Regions from separate parts of the Mus musculus genome. Here region 1 is linked to region 2. The links are chromatin contacts, called in public Hi-C maps. All regions are on one chromosome and are shown on one strand. Each heading gives the region's core, a stretch centred on a gene start, on an enhancer-like site or on the middle of the called end of the contact. The rest is flanking DNA. Distances are from core to core; before and after follow the strand shown. Region 1 has its middle 20 kb from the start of Nos1ap. Region 2 overlaps Sh2d1b1 (SH2 domain containing 1B1).

Evidence for each region. Hi-C and Micro-C count contacts between places; a contact is called where the count stands out from the background.
Region 1: a contact with region 2 is called in a Hi-C map of bone marrow-derived macrophages, with 44 read pairs. The contact joins two enhancer-like sites. A contact is called at or near these places in 17 of 39 promoter capture datasets (the 3T3-L1 cell line, the HPC-7 cell line, HPC-7-derived erythroid cells and 12 more), 10 of 15 datasets of contacts at CTCF or cohesin (the G1E-ER4 cell line, the NIH/3T3 cell line, embryonic stem cells and 4 more), 259 of 484 Hi-C or Micro-C datasets (the 3T3-L1 cell line, 3T3-L1-derived adipocytes, the AML12 cell line and 122 more), 36 of 115 datasets of contacts at active chromatin or transcription factors (the HPC-7 cell line, PVALB interneurons, acute myeloid leukemia and 27 more) and 2 of 9 other capture datasets (adipose tissue and pancreatic islet).

What each region holds. Positions count from the first base shown.
Region 1 is chr1:170,607,023-170,612,879 of GRCm38.p6, forward strand. No RefSeq gene overlaps it. Among named protein-coding and RNA genes, the nearest start is that of Nos1ap, 20 kb to the left of the region's middle. Within about 2 kb of position 2,964, at least 38 of the 459 cell types and tissues checked have an H3K27ac peak or open chromatin away from gene starts, as enhancers often do. A contact at or near this core is called in bone marrow, bone marrow-derived macrophages, erythroblasts and 4 more, where this site is marked.
Region 2 is chr1:170,278,236-170,283,936 of GRCm38.p6, forward strand. It overlaps Sh2d1b1 (SH2 domain containing 1B1), which reads left to right. Exons shown (of 4, transcript NM_012009.5): 2 at 1,549-1,612; 3 at 4,900-5,062. Among named protein-coding and RNA genes, the nearest start is that of Sh2d1b1, 3.8 kb to the left of the region's middle. Within about 2 kb of position 4,361, at least 55 of the 459 cell types and tissues checked have an H3K27ac peak or open chromatin away from gene starts, as enhancers often do. A contact at or near this core is called in bone marrow, bone marrow-derived macrophages, erythroblasts and 4 more, where this site is marked.

The sequences.
Region 1 (5,857 bases), core at 1,714-4,213, 330 kb after region 2:
AATTGGGATAACTTGTCTAATCTAGGTGGCAGCTTGTATCATTATCAATTGACCCTGAAATTATTGTGTGAGCATCTTGTGAATTGAGACTTTATTGATATATAAATCTGCCTTGTTAATGGAAAGCTTCTAGAGTTTTGTTTCTACAGGGTTACTGGGTGTTGTGGTGGCTGACCACAGGGTGGATGGTCATTGCATGGGGCTGGCGTGGCAACGAAGGGAACTCTGCAGCTCTGGCCCCGCCGGAGAGTTGGCGGGTAGAGAGTAGTTGGATGGAGCATGGGAACTTGGCAGTTGTATTTGTAATACTTCCCGCAACAACATTGCTCAGTTCAGAGTGTTTGCCTAAAACCCTGAGTTTGATCTGAGTACCACATAACTGTAATCCCAGCACACGGGAGAGAGAGCAGGTTGACCAGAGACTAAAGGTCAACTCCAGGTACGTTGTGACTCTGAGGTCACCCTGGGCTACACAAAGACCCCTTGTCAAAAATAAAAAAATTAAAACTTAGACCTGCAGTATGGCTCAGCAGATAAAAGGACCTGTCAACCAAGCCTGCTGACCAGATTTTGACCCCTGGGACCTTCATGCAAGAAAGGGAGAACCAACCCTTGTAAGTTGTTCTCTGACCTCCACACAGTATTGTGGTACACATGGCCACAATCAATCCATCAATGTAAAATCAATACTCATTCCGCTGATGAAAGGAAATTTCCTAACTGGTCCTATCTTCTAACTAAGACCATCTAAAGTCAACAAACATGTACTATTCTGTGACATTCAAGTTCTTTTGGAGGCCAATTGAAAAAACAAATGAATGCCATATTTGGTCACAATTAAGATCTACCTGAGTCCATTTGAGGCCTGGGCAATGGATACCCAAGGCACTTTTATAGTTATTCCCATGAAAGTTTTGACAGGTTTTATTGAATGAAGGATTTCATGAAGCTGGTTTCAAGCTGAATCCCAAAGACAGGGAAAATTTTTCTTGTATTTACCAGGTGCTTGGAGATCGATGTTACCTCATTATGCATGAATTTAGGGAACACCTAACAGATGCCGTTGTTACATAAGATTTCTGGCCACATGGTCAGTCGATATTTGCTAGTTGCTAACTCTGTACTGGACAATAAAAAAATAGATGAAATAATTTCTCTTCTCAAGAAATTCACCTTGATCTAAACAAGGAGTTAACACTGACCTCACAGCCCCAGAATAGCAGTGCATGCCTGTAATCCCAACCTAGGAAACTGAGGCAAGACAATGCCATGAGTTCAAGGCCAGCCAGGGCTACATAGCAAAACCCTCTCTAAATGACCAGACAGGACTGGTATGCAGGTATTTACATGGTACAGAAATAAAACAGAAAAACTAAGGGGTCAAAGTGACTCCAGAAACTAAAGAATAGGTGAGGTATTCTGTGTGGCAGCTAGAGGTGGGGGTGGGGGATGTAGAACCAGGGAAAGTGTCACGAAGGATGCAGTATTTGAGCCCAGCACTGAGGAATTCTATTACTTTCATAAGCAAGAACAGAAAAGATCATTCTGGACAGAGAGCAGAGCCAATCAGGCTGCTGCTATTGGTCCATGTGCTTGAGACCAGAACCTCCTCTCCAAATGCATGTTGACTTTTGCTCTACCAGCTGAGTCCTGTTCAGTTGTCCAGTGAGCTCTTGGGCCTTTCCCAAATTAACTCCAGGACCTTAAGCATAGAGGTTTAGGAGGACATGAGCCAGGCTTCACGCCTCTCCTGAACTCAGACCTCTGTCCTATGACTATACATCTCTGGCCAGAAAGGAAGAGCACTCCACAAAGGCCTTCCCTCTCCTGTTACAGCCGTTAGAGAGAAAGAGAAAGGAAAATGTTGTTCCTCATTTTGAGATCATACAGAAAAAATGATAAAGTCTAACTTGTCCATGGGATTGTTTCTGCATTTGCTCATGTAGAGATACTCACTAGATATACTGTACACAAATATAGTTATAGACATATACAATGGAGAGACAAGCAGACAGACAGACAGACACACATGCACACACACACACATGACTCCAACAGCAAATATCTATAAGAAGATAAATGTAATATGTTGTATATACATGATTAATTAACCCTAAAAAGAAAATAATTCCTGGGGCTGGGGAGACCGTTTCTGTTCCAGAGGAGCCAGGTTCAGTTCCCAGCACCCACATGGTGGCTCACAAGCATCTGCAATCCCAGTGCCAGGGGATCTGACTCCTCTTCTGACCTCTGTGACCTCTGACCAGGCATGGGTGGGGTACACTGAAGTACATGCAGGCAAAACAACCTTACACATAAACACAAAACAAAATAATGAGAGAAAAGATAAGAAAATGAAGATAACTCTTAGCTGGGAGTGGGGGTGCAGATCTAACACTCCGGCGCTCAAGAGCAGGAGATAAGAGGATCATTGCAGGTTCAAGAGCAGCCTGCTCTATATAGCAACTTAGGTATGTTTCCAAGCCAGCTAGTGCTGCATGGTGAAGTCCTTTTAGGTGTCCAAAACCTAAAAAAGCATAGAAAGAAAGAAAGAAAGAAAGAAAGAAAGAAAGAAAGAAAGAAAGAAAGAAAGAAAGAAAGAAAGAAAGGAAGGAAGGAAGGAAGGAAGGAAGGAAGGAAGGAAGGAAGGAAGGAAGGAAGGAAGGAAGGAAGGAAGGAAGAAAGAAAGAAAGAAAGAAAGAAAGAAAGAAAGAAAGAAAGAAAGAAAGAAAGAAAGAAAGAAAGAAAGAAAGAAAGAAAGAGGGAGGGAGGGAGGGAGGGAGGGAGGGAGGGAGGAACTCAACACCTGGATAAACCTTGGGGATGCTAGATATTAAACTAGGTACTTGGGTACTTGACAATGGCAAGCAAGCAGCCAGCACCATTTTGGAGCGGGTTAGTCTGTGGCTTCTGGCTGTATCGAAGCATAACACAAGCATCACTTCAAGTGCCTGTCTGTGGTCTGTGGAGAACACATGTTTCTGCTAACCCTGTCAGGACGGAGGGTGTTTGTGGCGAAGAGGCAGAACCCGGGCCAGGAGCACACTGAACTTGCAGAGCTCAAGGGCTGGAGAGTGGGCTGAGTCTGGGGCCTGAGATGGGGAGGACCGCATCTTCTGCCTCTTTGCTTGTTGGAACCACGGTCTTGCACTCACTGCCCCTGGCCCCAACACACAACTGAAGGCCAGATCCTTGGGAGTTTTGTGCCATGCTGGGAGAACTTTAGCAGAGTAGATTTCCTTTCCCCCTTCCTTTCTCCCTCTTGATTAACATGAATCTGATCTTCCAAAGAAGGAAACGGCTGCTAAGATGAATTTTGTTAAGTATATTTTACCAAAATAAATGTTTTAAAACAATGACATCATGCATTACTTATAAGTATGTATCACATTTCTTATCACGTTGTGAGCTCCTAACAGACACTTGCTGTCCAAGGCCCATCATGACTGCATTAGTGGTGCACTTAGATAAGAGGGCCCGCCCAGGACCTGGAGATGGAGCCCAGTGACTGAGTGTTAACCTCATGCATGCAAGAAGGGTCACCCAGACTTTCAGAGATGTATTTTAGGGCTCAGGATGTGGCTCAGTTGACAGAGTGCTTACCAAGCATGTCCCTGGGTTCCAATCCAATTTAAACCTGGCATAGTAGCCCAAGACTGTAACCTAGTCCTGGGAGGTAGAGACAGATAATCATGAGTAAGGTTATCTTCATCTACATAACAAGTCCAAGACCACTGGACCACAAGATCCTTTTTTAGATTGTGCCTCCTACCCCGTGTGCGTACACGCCCCCCCCCCCAAACCAATCAAACAAACAAACCCCAGATGTGGCAATTTGGTAATATAGTCCCAAGGATATCTCTTCCTAGGCCCTGTGACTAGACTTGCCTGTGAGTGACTGTTTCACCTGGTTATTTAACCACAGTATGTAGCTGGGATAGACTGGTATTCTAGGGAGGTATTTGTGGCCTACTGGTTTTCCAGTTACTACTGTTGATTGCCACAAGTGGTAGGAAACCAAACCAGGTAGAAGGAGTTCTCCTGTACAAAATAGAGAACTACAAGCAATATGTGTAGGTCTCCTTCAGCCACACACCACCGCCCCCAGCTTATGACAAAAAGTGATTTCTGCCAGCCAGTTAGAGTACCATACCAGACTGGTGAAGACAGACGCAAGGGTTTAAGCCGCATATAGAGCACTCTTGAGCCTCTTACAACCCCAGTTCTTCAGCACCTGCAGTCACCCATTAGAAGGGGTTCTGGCAACACCTCGGGGTTCTCCAAAACACAGAATGGGAGGAATAATAATTCTGATTCTCTGATACATACCCACTGCTTCTGTCTGTCTTTTAGATCGACTTATGTCCAACCACTTCTTAGAGCATACAAAGTTCTCTTTAATTCATTACCTCGGCTGATCCTCATGAGAAACTTCTGAGGGAGAGGCAATCGTGGTACCCCCCCCACCCCCACCCTCATGTAGACAAGGAAACTGAGGCTCAGGTGGGTTATGAGATTTTCCAAGGTCAGGTAGATGTAACTGTGGGCTCAAGTTTGGAGGCCAGCCCAGCAGGTAGGTAGATGTAATAACAGTGGGGTCAGGGTTGGAGATGAGACACGCCTGTCCACAGGAGCCTGTCCAGGGCTTCCTTTTCCTTAGTCCTCAGGTTCTGTCACCTGCTCTGTAAACTTGCTGTCCTTCCCTTTGTGGGGGGAGCTTTCTGGAAAGAGGACCAGCTATAAAGCCAAGACCAAAGGAAACATAAGTTGCTTCTCTACGGTTCCCCTGGGGAAGCAGGGATGGCTAATCTAGGATGGCAAAGCCTTCTAGAACAGCTCCCAGAGGCCCCATTGACTCCGAGGCTCTCTGAGCAATTTTCTTCTCCCAACATCATTCTTGCTTCACTGCTCCATGGGTCACCTGACATCACTACAAGACAAAATGCCCAATGTTTATGTTGTCCCCAGCATAGTGACAATGAAATCCAGAAGTTCACACCTCCTCTCACCATCTGGTGTATGGCGACCACAGCAGGGAAGACTACCCTCTCTATCACTCTCCACATAGTGTCTTGTGTCCTTTGCAATGGCCTGGATCCCAAGTCCAACCTGCATACTGCTCACTTTGGGACTGTGACCCAGGGCCCCTGCTTGCCGGAACATTCTCTTTTCACAAAAGAGTTTCCTCCATAGCTTGTGCCTCCTTGTTCATTTTCCAGCCTCAGCCAGGGCCAGCCCTTCAGTGCTTGCTTGCTTTCACCTGGCTGACGCATGCAGGAGCAATGCTACTACATACGTGTGTTTTCTCTTCTCACACCAGTGAGTCACTGTGAGGCAGAGCATTGTGTGGGACTCGAGTGTGAAGAGAAAGCTCATCTGAGACAAAGGTCCAGGTTTCAATGGAGCCTGAGTGAGCCCAAAACCCTGCTTATGCTCTGTTTGTTCCACTAAGATCATCCAAGCTTTCCACCCTTAATCTACTGCGTGAGTCTCATTTTCCTTCTTTGTTGCTATAGGCATTATACTTCTAGGCCAGCCATCTTGGTCATAACTTCACATTTCTAGTGACACTGAGATAGTGCCCAAAACAGGTACACTTTCAAAGGCCGCAAGAAGTCAGAATCTGGGCTGGAGAGATGGCTCAGCTTTTAAGAGTACAGACTGCTCTTCCAGAGGTCCTGAGTTCAATTCCCAGCAACTACATGGTGGCTCACAACCATCTGTAATGGGATCCGATGATGCCCTCTTCTGGTGAGTCTGAAGAGACCTACAGTGTACTCATGTACATAAAATAAATAAGTAAATTTAAAAAAATCAGAATCAATGTTGTTGTAATTATTTGCAGGTATTCCAAAAT
Region 2 (5,701 bases), core at 3,111-5,610:
AGAGAGAGAAGAGAGGAGGAAGTAAAAGAAAGAGAAAAAGAGAGAAAGAGAGAGAGAATGGGCATGCATGTGCAGAGATAGAGACAGAGAAGAAGAGAGAAAGAGGGGGGGAGAGAGAGGGAGGGGAGAAGAGAGAAAGAGGGGGAGGATAGAGAAGGGAGGAGGAGGGAGAAAGGGAGGAAGAGAGGGAGGGAGAACAAAATGTGTTCATTACATGGGAAGGAGCTTCTTCTGGGGGAGGGGATGCCCAGCCCCGTGGCTGGAAAGTTCTTAGGAAGGGACTGGGGGATGCTGGGAGAACCTGGAGGCCAGGTCTGCTTGATATGTGAAATATACACCTCAGCTGGATTTTCCTGAGTCTGAATCCCAACAGTAACTCTATGAAGTGAGCAGGAAAAGGTCACTAGGAGAATGTTGCTTCTGACTGTCACCGTTCAGAGTACTTCATACTGTCTTGGTAATGATGAACGCATGACTCTGAAATAGCCCAGCTTTTTCCTCTAGGGCGTCACAGTGAAATGACTTTCTCCTACAGTAGTAAACACTGAAAGAAGCTATTTTTCAATTTTTTTATTAGATATTTTCTTCATTTACATTTCAAATGCTGTCCTGAAGTCCCCTATACCCTCCCCCCACCCTGCTCCCCTACTCACCCACTCCCACTTCTTGGCTCTGGCGTTCCCCTGTACTGGGGAATATAAAGTTTGCAAGACCAAGGGGCCTCTCTTCCCAATGATGGCCGACTAGGCCATCTTCTGATACATATGCAGCTAGAGACACGAGCTCTGGGGAGTACTGGTTAGTTCATATTGTTGTTCCACCTATAGGGTTGCAGTTCCCTTCAGCTCCTTGGGTACTTTCTCTAGATCTTCCATTGGGGGCCCTGTGATCCATTCAATAGCTGACTGTGAGCATCCACTTCTGTGTTTGCTAGGCCCCAGCATAGCCTCATAAGAGACAGCTATGTCAGGGGAAAGAAGCTATTTTATAATGTTATTTTAAGCATTGAGACAAAATCATTTATGTTGTAGTAAAAGAATATGCCCTTGGAAATTTAATGAATGTGTGTGTGTGTGTGTGTGTGTGTGTGTGTGTGTGTGTGGGTGTGTGTGTATGTGCGCATGCGTGTATGCCAGAGAAATGAGAGTTACAAAGTTTGAGACATCTGGGAAAGATTCGACTCAATCCAGATTAGAACTAGTCTAATTGAGAAGAACAACCCCTGAGCCACACTTGAGATTGCCTTGAGAAGTGGGCGAGGAAAAGACTCTTAGAGGTTGTACTTCCTGACAAAGGTCAGGTCGTAACAAGGATCTTAATTCTTTCCCCTCTTCTCCTTTGCTAGAGTTCACACTCCATCATCTCTAAGAGGCTCGATGGTTCAAAACCAAACCCTTCTGTCTTTCTAATTCTGAGGAGAGGGTCTAGGAATGTCCAGTTCCTTCTTGGGATTTAACTGAAAACCACATTGTGTCTATAGTATGAAGACAGCCATCATGGGGATTTGTAGATAAGAACATTATGATTCACAGAGCCGTTCCCCAACAGGTTTAAAAAGCTTGTCTACAGCTACCGAATCTTCAGAGAGAAACATGGATATTACAGGATAGAGGTAAGACTACATACAAAAGGACCGTCAAAGCAAGAGTGCCATTCCAAGTCAGATAAGCAGTGAGCTTTGTCTCTGCTGAGAGAAACAGTCCTGGAGTTATGTTTCACGTTTCAATAACCCTGGCTTTTTCCTCCAAAGCGAAGAGACAGCCAAGCCCACACATGTAAGGCAAAGCATGTGGGCCTGAACTCCATTTAAAACTGTTGTACAGTGAGGTGGTGTGGCACATGACTTTAATCCCAGCCATCGGGAGGCAGGTAGAGTTCTCTGAGTTGGAGGCTAGCCTGAATTCCAGGACAACCAGGGCTACACAGAGAAACCCTGTCTAGGGATTGGGGTGGGGGGAGAACCTGCCACCCCACAAAAACTGTTTTTGAATTAGAAAACTAAGCCATATCCCAGGATGAAAGTATAAGGACAAGTGGGAAGAGCCTCAAATGTTAAAGAGTCAAGCATATCCAGAGCTGTCTGAAAACAGAAAAGGAGACGCTAAACAGCTGCACGTTGTAGGGACTCCTTTAGTTTTTCTGATTTACTGTGAACTCAACAGGGAGATGTCTTTGCTTCGTTTGAATTTAGTTATCTGCCTTAAGAAGTAAGTATAACAAATGTAATAGAATTCTTAATTACCAATATAAGATCTGAAAATATGTCCTGAAAAAGATCTTCAATATGCTTTTGTTTACTGTGGATATCAGAACAAGATTAGAACATACAACAATCCCTGAAATACTTAAGCATCTATTTTTTTCTTTTGCTGAGCAGAACATCCTTAAGCAATTCCTAAAACTTAAATTAATTTTAAAATTCAAACAAGATTAGTAATTAGTACTTTACAAAACTTAATAATCTCATTTGAAACATTGAAATATGGTGGTACAAAGTCTTTGCCTTTTGGACTACTGAAGTACTTATAATTAGTTAAAGAAATACTACACCTTCAATTTGACTCCTCAAATATTCTTGAATATTTTTGAGGTTATAATACATAATTATGCAATAGGATATAATAAGATTGTAGTGTTGCCTCTATCTTTCTTCCCGTTAGACACACTTATAAACTCATCTCTCTTCTCTTCTTTAATTCATGGCTTCTTTTGCTTAATATGATGTGGGAAGATTCACACTTCCTTTTTGTTTTTGTTTTTAGTTTGTTTTGTTGTTTTGGTTTCTGAGACAGGGTTTCTCCATGTAACCTCTACTGCAATGGAAGTCACTCTGTAAACCTGTAGACCAGGCTAGCCTCAAACTCACAGAGTTTTTGCCTGCCTCTGCCTTCCAAGTGCTGGGATTAAAGGCATGCACCACAGCCCAGCCTCATGGCTTCTTTTTATATTGTTATTATTTACCTACACACACACACACACACACACACATGTTCATGCACAGGCATAAACACACACATACACACACAGACACATGCATACACTCACACATGCACACACCTACCTAAATACATAAATATAACCTATTTAGTCTGTGTAATGTCACATGTAGCCATGAAGTTTCACTAACATGGCTATCTGAACATGACTTGAACAAAGACGACTCCAACAGGCATGTTAACATGCGTGAGGGGAAGCTGAAGAGGCCTTGGGCGCACATAAAGAATTACAGGCAACTAAAGGATGCTGGGAGTCAGAGGAATGGTCTTGCCTAGGAAAAAGCACACCAAGCTGGTTATGGAATACCAAAGGGTCAGCCCTGAACACAATTTTTAAAATTGAATATACACCTGTACAGTGGTTGTGGTGGTTCATGCCTGTGATTCTAGCACCTAAGAGGTAGAAGCAGGAAGACCAGAGGTTCAAAGTTATCCTTAACTAGGTAAGGCATTTGAAGCCTGCTTGGGCTACATGAAACCATATATATGGGAATTTTAGTTTTACTATTTTTCCAATTTATATGCCTCTGAAATTACCTCAAGATAAAATGCCTTCTATAAACAGACTATTTTGAAACATATTTTTCCTTTTTCTTGTATACACTGGGGAACTCTTTCTATTCCCTCAGAATCTGCTTTGTCCCTATTATGAACAAAATTGAGAGCTGCCTCCATAGCACATAACTCAGCTACAGAGGGGCATGTGACTAGGTGCGGCTTTGCAGTCACGGGACTGCAGCAGATGGTGGCTAGAGCCAAAGAGGCCCCACTAAAGGAAGGCTCACTGAGGCACTTGCATCTCTGCTCTGGAACTTGAGCATGCACTTCCAAAAAGCTTCTTCCAACCATCCAAGCATCTCTGCTGGCCAATGCTCTAGAACCACCAAAGCGATGATAAAACAAACAAACAAACAAACAAACAAGTCACAAAAAAGCAGGCGAAGGAATCCTTTTTGTTTCTAAATGCCTTCTGTAGGATCCTAACAGAAAAAGAGGATTTTACTTCTATTTTACTTCTAGCTGTTAACCAGAAAAATAGTCTGTGGTTACACCCAGTCATGGTTGACATCATATTCTCAATACAAATAAACTGGGACTTGGTTCTCTTAACTGTACTCTATGGAGAGTCCACATGAATCTTATCTTATAGGTCAGTTTTATAATTTGCACTTTCTATCAGGAGTCCCCTAACTCAGCAAAGGTTAGCAACATGGCAGAGACTGATGTAAGTCTTCGGGACCTTTTACAGTGGATAAGAACCACACCAGACAAATTACCAATGATGGCATTTGCTCAATACAGAGGACCTCTTAAATAGACGTCCCCTATGTACAGAGTAGCTAGGATGAGAGGTTCCTCTTTGAAATGAGGAACCTCAATAAACTGCAGTCAGTGAGAGCACTCTGCCCGAGTTGCTGGCATCTGACTTTCTGCTTGTGGGTTCTCAGAAGCAAGCCTTAAATCCCAGTGTTGCAAGAAGTGTTACATTTTTACCCAGGGTTGCACTATGAAAAGTGGCCTTCTTCTTTTTTTAAAAAATTAATTTATTCACTTTGCATCCCAATATCAGTCCCCCCTCTCCTTCCAGTACCCCTTCACACAGAACTTTCCCCATTCTCCCCTCCCCTTCTCCACTGAGGGGTCCTGCCCTACCTCCACCTCTGCACCTCAAGTCACTGCAGAAGAAGGTGCAGCCTCTCCCAGTGAGGCCAGACAAGGGGGCCCAGATAGGGGAAGTGGATCCGCAGACAAGCAACAGATTCAGGGATAGCCTCTGCTTCAGTTGTTGGGGGACCCACATGAAGACCAAGCTGCACTTCTGCTGCATATTTGCAGGGGGCCTAGGTCAAGCCCTGTTCACTCTTTGCTTGGTGGTTCAGTAAGTGACCTTATGTCTTTGCAGACTAATGCTCATACTCCAAGAACGATCTTTCCAAACCTACAGGAATTGGTCTCCAAATATGGAAAACCGGGTCAAGGATTGGTGGTTCACCTTTCAAACCCAATAATGAGAAACAACCTATGCCAAAGAGGGAGAAGAATGGAGTTAGAGCTGAATGTTTATGGTAAGAGCCCTGACACAGGGTTAGAAGAGCCTGTAATCCTATAATCAGGGATGAGAAGGGGAAGGTCCTGGGAAAAAGGCTGACTTTGAATTCATTCTGTGACCATGTGTAGTCCATTCAAGTTTGGGAATACACTCACATGTGGACAGGTTTTTCACTGGGAAAATCTTGTCAAATCCCCTACCAAGGCTTATTCCTGTTACATTTCCCTCCATTTCTGCTAAGCACTCATTTATAAAGTGAGCAGGGACAGCTTATTTCACATATATCCCTAAAGGTATGAAGCTCTTGAGAATTATGGGGGATAGTCTATATTCATAGAACTCTCAGTTCATATTACAAGCTTACCCTCACCTTCATCATCTACCCATTGCACTGCATTTTGAAAGAATCTAGCATCTGCCCATTGAGGTAACTGTTGAGTTAAACATAGATGCCAAGAGCCATTTCTCTGTGTATGGTTTCATTCTGCCTGAGAGGGATTACAGTTGCCTGTGGGCAGCATCTGTGCTGACAGCAGATCTGCTAACCAGGGAGAAAGATGAGGGCCCTGAGTTCTCAGGGAGCCTGGAAGCATCCACGTTCACTGTCTTCTGTCTGAGCAAAGTCACTCTTTAGGTCACTAGGGTAAGTGTCTCA